Linked DNA regions of Canis lupus: region 1 is linked to region 2. The links are chromatin contacts, called in public Hi-C maps. All regions are on one chromosome and are shown on one strand. Each heading gives the region's core, a stretch centred on a gene start, on an enhancer-like site or on the middle of the called end of the contact. The rest is flanking DNA. Distances are from core to core; before and after follow the strand shown. Region 1 holds the start of S100A11 (protein S100-A11). Region 2 has its middle 17 kb from the start of S100A10.

Evidence for each region. Hi-C and Micro-C count contacts between places; a contact is called where the count stands out from the background.
Region 1: a Hi-C map of blood shows a contact between it and region 2, with 1.8 times the contacts expected there. The contact joins the promoter of S100A11 here to the enhancer-like site in region 2. A contact is called at or near these places in 2 of 9 Hi-C or Micro-C datasets (blood and skin fibroblasts).

The regions. Positions count from the first base shown.
Region 1 is chr17:61,709,726-61,713,534 of UU_Cfam_GSD_1.0, reverse strand. It overlaps S100A11 (protein S100-A11), which reads left to right and starts at 1,357. Exons shown (of 7, transcript XM_038562417.1): 1 at 1,357-1,474. The coding sequence starts at 1,357. It also overlaps the pseudogene LOC100685812.
Region 2 is chr17:61,671,716-61,675,407 of UU_Cfam_GSD_1.0, reverse strand. No RefSeq gene overlaps it. Among named protein-coding and RNA genes, the nearest start is that of S100A10, 17 kb to the right of the region's middle. Within about 2 kb of position 1,492, at least 1 of the 20 cell types and tissues checked has an H3K27ac peak or open chromatin away from gene starts, as enhancers often do. A contact at or near this core is called in blood, where this site is marked.

The sequences.
Region 1 (3,809 bases), core at 108-2,607, 38 kb before region 2:
CTATATATACTACCAGAATTCCAGTTGAAAGAAGCTTATAACTGTAGCCTCTTGCATTACCTTTTCAGCATGAAGAAACAGTTTTTTTTAATGACAAACATTGTTGCCTTCCTAAGAACATTCTAGAATAAACTCATTTTAAAACTCCAAAAAAAAAAAAACATTTAATAAAGCTACAAGAATAGGTGATATCCTCTTTTCATGCCTCGTGCAGCCATGTCTCATGGTCCCAAGAAACATCTGAAGCATGTAGCAGCTCCAAAGCATTGGATGCTGGATAAACTCACCGGTGTGTTTGCCCCTTGCCCATCTACTTGGCCCATGTAATTCAAACCTGTGTTTCTCAAGGGTCAACTGTACTTGCCCTCCAGAGTTGGCTGTGATCACATACAGAACGATAGATACTGAAATGAACTACAGATTCATTTCTCTTTTTTTTTATTTTTCTATTGGAGTTCAATTTGCCAACACATAGCATAACACCCAGTGCTCATCCCATCAAGTGCCCCCCTCAGTGCCCATCATCCAGTCACACACACACACACACACACACCCGCCCACCTCCCTTTCTACCACCCCTTGTTCCTTTCCCAGAGTTAGGAGTCTCTCATGTTACAGATTCATTTCATGTGTAGTGGATACTCTCCTTCACATCCAGGAGATTTTGCAGATGAAAGCCACATTCTAAGACCTATTTATTGACATTAAAACAATTTCGAGATTCAGATGTATCTTAAAATTGAAATGCATATGTAGCATAGTGCTATCTCTGCGCCCCCCCCCCCCAAAAAAAATGCTGCTTTTTAATCAATGGTTCCTCTTAAAATCACAGTGTCATAGAATAATGGAAGTGAAACACCACCCATCCAGAAAGCATCTGGATTTAAGAATTGTGTAGCACGCTCTGCTCTACAACCCTAGGTGCTGCTGAACCTAAGGGGAGGATCCCCTGTCCATCTGATGTTCCAAGAAAGAACAGAAGATGTTGACTGCTCACTGTCAGCCCAGGGCCAGGACAGCAAAGCGAGGAGGCTCCATTTCCTCTTGCGTAATGATGGGCCCACCGGGGACATTGCAGGCAGTCACCACAAGGTGGCGCACAAGCACCAGGCGTGAAGTTCCATCCGGCCGCTGCAGGGATGTGGTCCTTTTTTTTTTTTTTTTTTTATCACTTTTGTACTCTACTTTATTGCACTTATTAATTTTTCATAAACACATTGCTGCAATTATTAGGGAGGCTGACAGCTGCCCCCCTTCCCCCGCCTCTCCCCCGCCCCGCTATGTGATTAGTTTTTAGAATTATTTTTAAATTTTTTTATTGGAGTTGGATTTCCCAACATATAGTGGTCGTTTGTGATGACCGTTTGGGAGCATCTAACTGGCTATGCTGTGGCTGATCCTACTGAGCCAGGTGAAGACGAAGACTCCGTGGAGCAGCAGCTGGAGGATTTGGGCAGCATGAACAGGGAAAGAAGTGAGGAGTCACTCATTAGAGTAACAATATCTATTGAAAAATAGTGAAACGGAATAAAGGGGAAAGGAGAAAAAAATGAATGGGAAATATCAGAAAGGGAGACAGAACATGAGAGACTCCTAACTCTGGGAAACGAACTAGGGGGGAAGTGGGCAGGGGGTGGGGGTGACTGGGTAACGGGCACTGAGGGGGGCACTTGACGGGATGAGCACCAGGTGTTATTCTATATGTTGGCAAATTGAACACCAATAAAAAATGAATTTATCCAAAGCCAACTATACTTTAAATGTCACCACCCAGAGCAGCCCGGGTGGCTCAGCAATTCAGCGCCGCCTTCAGCCCAGGGCCTGATCCTGGAGACCCGGGATTGAGTCCCACATCAGGCTCCCTGCATGGAGCCTGCTTCTCCCTCTGCCTGTGTCTCTGCCTCTCTCTCTCCTCTCTGTGTTTCTCATGAATAAATAAATAAAATCCTTAAAATAAATAAATAAATAAATAAATAAATAAATAAATAAATAAATAAATTTCCACCACCCAGAAGAGGCCCCATGCCAGCCACCCTGAGGAAAAACATAGGAAGAAAGGAAGGAAAGAACAGAATGGTAACTACGAATAACCTGATCTTCCATTAATGGAGTTGTGCAGTGCAGTGCTAATAGGTAGCTACTCATCTGCTAATGACCACAGCTGTTGACTAGGACTGGCTTCCAATCCTGTCTGCAGCTTACTAAGTGCTAGAAATAAATACCCTGCACCCACCCCATGCTACAAGGACAGGCTCAGGGATGTTCATAAAAAGGGAGGGGCTTGTATTATAAAACCAAATGTCTCTTCAGGCTGAAACTGTAAAGAAAAATGTCTTGGTGTTAGTTCAAGGTGGAAGGCAAGACCCAAAGGGTGCACACAAGTGAAATTTATTTTTAAAAGGGGGGGGAGGAGGTGTGCTGGCAAGCTGTTAGTCAGGAAACGAGGAATCTGGGTTGTTCCAGGAGAGAAGAGAAAGAGTGAGGAGGGGTCCATGAATGGTAGAAGGCTGTATGGAAGGTGATTTAACCCTGCCCAGGACCCCCAAATCCTTAAAAAAAAAAAAAAAAAAAAAAAATCAAGATGCTGTGTAACTGGTTTTTTGGTGGAAATCTGAGAAGAGGCTGAATTATCCATGTCAAGAAGGCTGAAATCCAATGCAGGCATAAGGCAAGAATGTGAGCCCCTCCGAGATGCACCAAAATCACCAGTTTTGAGATTTCTGCTGGCCAAGATTTAGTGTAGGGATAGTTCCAGTTAGTTTTATTGAGTCTTTAGAGTCAACGTGAGTAAGGAATAGACAGAGCTAGGTAGGGAGAGATAGGGAGGGGGCTATGGAATCAGGCTCACAAAACAAAGTCCCAAAAATGCTGAGATGTAAGGAAACCAGAAATAAGGGAACAAACCAGACCACCCTGCCCTAGGTATGGGTAGAAAAGATATTTTTTATGACAGTCGTTTGTGATCAACAAAGAATAACCAGACCCAAAAGGAAGCCATTAAAGATGGTATCACCAGTCCTTACTCAAACCAGGACATCACAAAAATGATAAAGCCACAGGCTCCCTGGTCAGTTTTAAAGACTGTCAGTTTGGGGCTCAAGCTGGCAACGCTGTTGGGACTCTGATGAGGAAACAGAGGACTACCTGAGGACAAAGCACATTGACAAGTCCTTGAAACAGGCAGAGGGACCTTCCTCTACAGACCCAACTGCCTCCTCGATGTTCATACTTTGCAAAGGGCAGAAGGCAATCTTAGCCCAACCCCCAGGAGCCTGTAAGTCTACTTTAACATATAAAAATTCCTTTAGAAATTTCCTGTATCTCTAAACCCCCAAGATATGTGTTGGGAATCATCCCCCAAGCAAATGTCCCACCGACATACATCTGAAGGGTCTCATGACTCAGGTTTTATTAGACAGTAACGAGTGACCTTTTCCCAACAATAGCTGGCCCCTCAGGGTCCTGGAAACCTTGCTTCCAAAATTCCTTAGAGAGGATGCTATCCTCAAACCCCTCCCAACCCCCAGTTGTAATCAGCCGCCCCTCACAGGCCTAGGGCAGCAGCTCTTCCTGCCCACGGATCCTGTCCCCAGGCTTTAATAAAACCTCCATTTTGCACCAAAGATGTCTCAAGAATTCTTTTCTGGTCGTTGGCTTTGGACCTCACCTATATTCCAAAACTTCATCAACCCCTCTACTTCTGAGAGCTTTCTCTGTACCCTTCTATCACTTTACTTACTCTCCATTGTCCACAAGATTCATTCTTTGAGTCCATGAGACAAGAACCTAGCTCTCTCACTTCAATAGAA
Region 2 (3,692 bases), core at 243-2,742:
ATCTACAGAACTTTTTCATCTTCTTCGACTAAGACTCTGCACATATTAAATAATATCTCCTCATTCTCCCCTTCTCCCATTCCTGGCAACCAACATTCTACTTTCCATCTCTGTGAATCTGATTACTGCAAGTACCTCACCTAAGCAAATCATATAATATTTGTCCTCTAAGTGATATTGACCATAATTTCTTTTTTAAAAAAATATTTTTTAAATTTATTCATGAGAGACACAGTGAAAGTGGCAGAGACATAGGGAGAGAGAGAAGCAGACTCCCTTCAGGGAGCCCTGTGGAACTCAATCCAAGGACCCCAGGATCACGATCTAAACCAAGGGCAGATGCTCAACCACTGAGCCACCCAAGCACCCCTGTTGAGCATATTTTCATGTAATTTTTGGCCATTTAAATGTCTTCATTGGAAAAATCTATTTGAGTCCTTTGCCTATTTTTTTCTAGCTTTATTGAGGTATAATTAATATTGAAAAACTATATATAGTTTATGTACATAATTTGGTGACTTTGCTCAGTTTTTTGTTATTGAGTTGTAGGAGTTCTTTATGTACTGTGAATAATAATCCCTTAGCAAATGCATGATTTGCAAAACCTTCTCACAATCTGTGAGTTGCCTTTTTACTCCATTGATAATATATTTTGATGCACAAAAGTTTTTAATTTTGATAATGCCCAATTTATGTATTTTTTTCTTTTACTGCCTGTGATTCTGCTGTCATATCCAGGAAATCATTGCCAATTCCAATGTTGATTTTTTTTTAATAAAAAAAAAAGAAGCCAAAAGTCATCCCTTTTGATGAAGATTTGGGCCATGATGCTAGCTAGGACTTATGTCAAGAATTAAGATGGAGGGGACACCTGGGTGGCTCAGTGGTTGGGCATCCGCCTTTGGCTCAGGATGTGATCCCGGGGTTCCCAAATCGAGTCCCACATCTGGCTCCTGCAAAGAGCCTACTTCTCCCTCTGCCTGTGTCTCTGCCTCTCTCTCTCTCTGTGTCTCTCATGAATAAATAAATAAATCTTAAAAAAAAAAAATGAAGTTGGAGGGGCTCCTGGGTGGCTCAGTCAATCATCTGACTCTTGATATCAGTTCAGGTCATGATCTCATGGTTGTGGAATTAAGCCCCAAGTCAGGCTCTGTGCTCAGCATGGAGTCTGCTTGTTTCTCTCCCTTTGCTCCCCTTCTCCCCATTCTCATTCCCTCTAACTACCTCTAAAACAAATAAATAAAAATCTCTAAAAAAAAAAAAAAAAAGAACAAAGATGGAAGCAGATACAGCAAGCCCCTTTCCTACTGCAAACGATGTTAGATAAAAAGGAAACCCTTCACCCTAAAAAGTTTAAATACTTGATCAATCAAAAGACAGAAAGAGAAATATCTGGATGCCAAAAACAAAAAGGGAACCAAAGCTGTAACAGCACACCAGAGTTGAGGCCATGCAACCCAGGGCTGCAACCGAGAACAGGAACTGAGTCTTTAGCTAAAAGAGACAACTACCAAAGAGTCGTACCATCCCTGACAGAGACTGAAAACTCAGCTTACCATCCTAGACAACACTCAGAATGAGCCCCAGGATCTCTCATCAGAGAGAAATCAGAGCACCACACCTATACTTTCTGAAGTCATGGTGCTCAAACCCAAACTGCTCCCTGGTACCAAATCCCCAGGCTAAGAAACTAAAAAGTGCTCCAGAGCAGTAAGCACCATAAAACCCTACACACATGCAAACTAGGGATCCCTGGGTGGCTCAGCAGTTTAGCACCTGCCTTCAGCCCAGGGCATGATCCTGGAGTCCCTGATAGAGTCCCATATTGGGCTCCCTGCATGGAGCCTACTTCTTTCTCTGCCTCTGCCTCTCTCTTTCTCTCTGTGTCTCTCATGAATAAATAAATAAATCTTTTTTAAAAAATGCAAACTAGCCCATGAAGACAACGCAGCTACTTGGAGGATTTCTACAGAAGAGAAATCCTGCTAAAAATGGACTCAAGACAAACATTACATTGCACATGAGATACCCCTAGTTTATGCAACAAAGGAGAGAGACTTTGCACCCAAGTAATGAGAGAGAAAGAAAGTGAGCAATCTGGACAGGACCTTAACATGAGTATGTTTAAAATGTTCAAATACATAAGGGTGCCTTGGTGGCTCAGTCAGTTATGTGACCTACTTTTGATTTCAGCTCAGGTCTCCACCTCAGGATCTCAGGGCCATGAGTTCAAGCCCTGCATTGAGCTGAGCATCCATGCTGAGCATGGAGCCCACTTAAAAAAAAAAAAAAGTTCAAATAAATAAGGCAAGAAATAGGTCACATAAAACAAGAACATGCAGGGAAAAAAGGACCAAAAAGAGCTTCTATAAATGAAATATATAGTCATGCAAATATATAAAGATGGTGAAGCTGGGCATTCCACCAACAATTCATGGCCCAGCTCCAATTTGGGGGGAGAGATTCTTTCCCCCCCTTGACTGCACCTCAAGAAGACCTTGGTGCCTCACTGCCCCACCCACCTCACAACAACCCTATTGTACTGCCCATGAACCTGGTGAGAGATGTACTGGGAATTCAGGTAGAAAGACCGTGAGGACCACACCTATGCTGGGGTAGTGATAGTTCATGCTTTGTTTCTCTGCACTCTCTAATCTCCTAAATCTCCCCCAGCCACTGCTGAAAGCATTCCCACAAAACTGCAGTCAAGAAAGAAACTCTGCTTGTGTCTCTGCCTCTCTCTCTCTGTGTCTCTCATGAATAAATAAATAAAATCTTAAAGAAGAAAGGAAGGAAGGAAGGAAGGAAGGAAGGAAGGAAGGAAGGAAGGAAGGAAGGAAGGAAGGAAGGAAGGAAGGAAGGAAGGAAAACTCTGGGAGGGAAAGGCAAGTCTGCACTGGCTAGGAACTGGGTTCTTAGAAATCTGAGCCCCCTATGAGAATAGGCTGAGGGCAGAGAGAAACAATGGTAATCCAGAGCCAGAGCCCCTCCTCTCTTGGCTGAGAACTTGACCTTCCCAGAGAGAAGTGTTCCTGTTACCAGATTCATATTTTAGGCCCACAGCGGCTTAGTGTGAACACTATCATTAACCATGATCTGCGGAATCACCAGTGCTTCTGGTAGGAATGCAAAAGAAAGCCAATGACATAGGAATGTTGCAAATCCAGTCCATACAGAAATTAACTTCTGTCAGAGGAAGAAAACCCAATGTGAAAGTCGGAGAAGGTGTAAATTAATATCAACGAGGCAACAGGGATTCTTTCACAAATGCTAGTTCACCTGCTCCCCACTTCCTTACCACTAAACTTTCCCAACCCCCTTGCAATCTGGCTTTCTCCTCCCATGGCTCAAATTGCTTTCCCCAGTGTCAGACAAGTCCTTACTGTATTAGCAAACCCAATAGCAGGCTCTCCACCTCCACAGTTCTCAACTCACAGCACCATTGGACACTGGTGACTGCTTCCCTGCCCCTAGAAATCAGCCCCTCCCTGGATTCTCACTGCACCATGCAGTCTGCTTCCCCTGGTCTCAGAACATGCAGGGATTGGTCTGACAACTGTGTGATCTTGAGCAACTTCTCCAAGCTTCTCACTCTCTAGCAGGAAAGTAGAGATGACACCTCCTACCCCACCTTCCTACAGGGCTGCGGTAAGACTGGAGGGAAATAATGAGCATGAGAGTGCCCTTTAAAA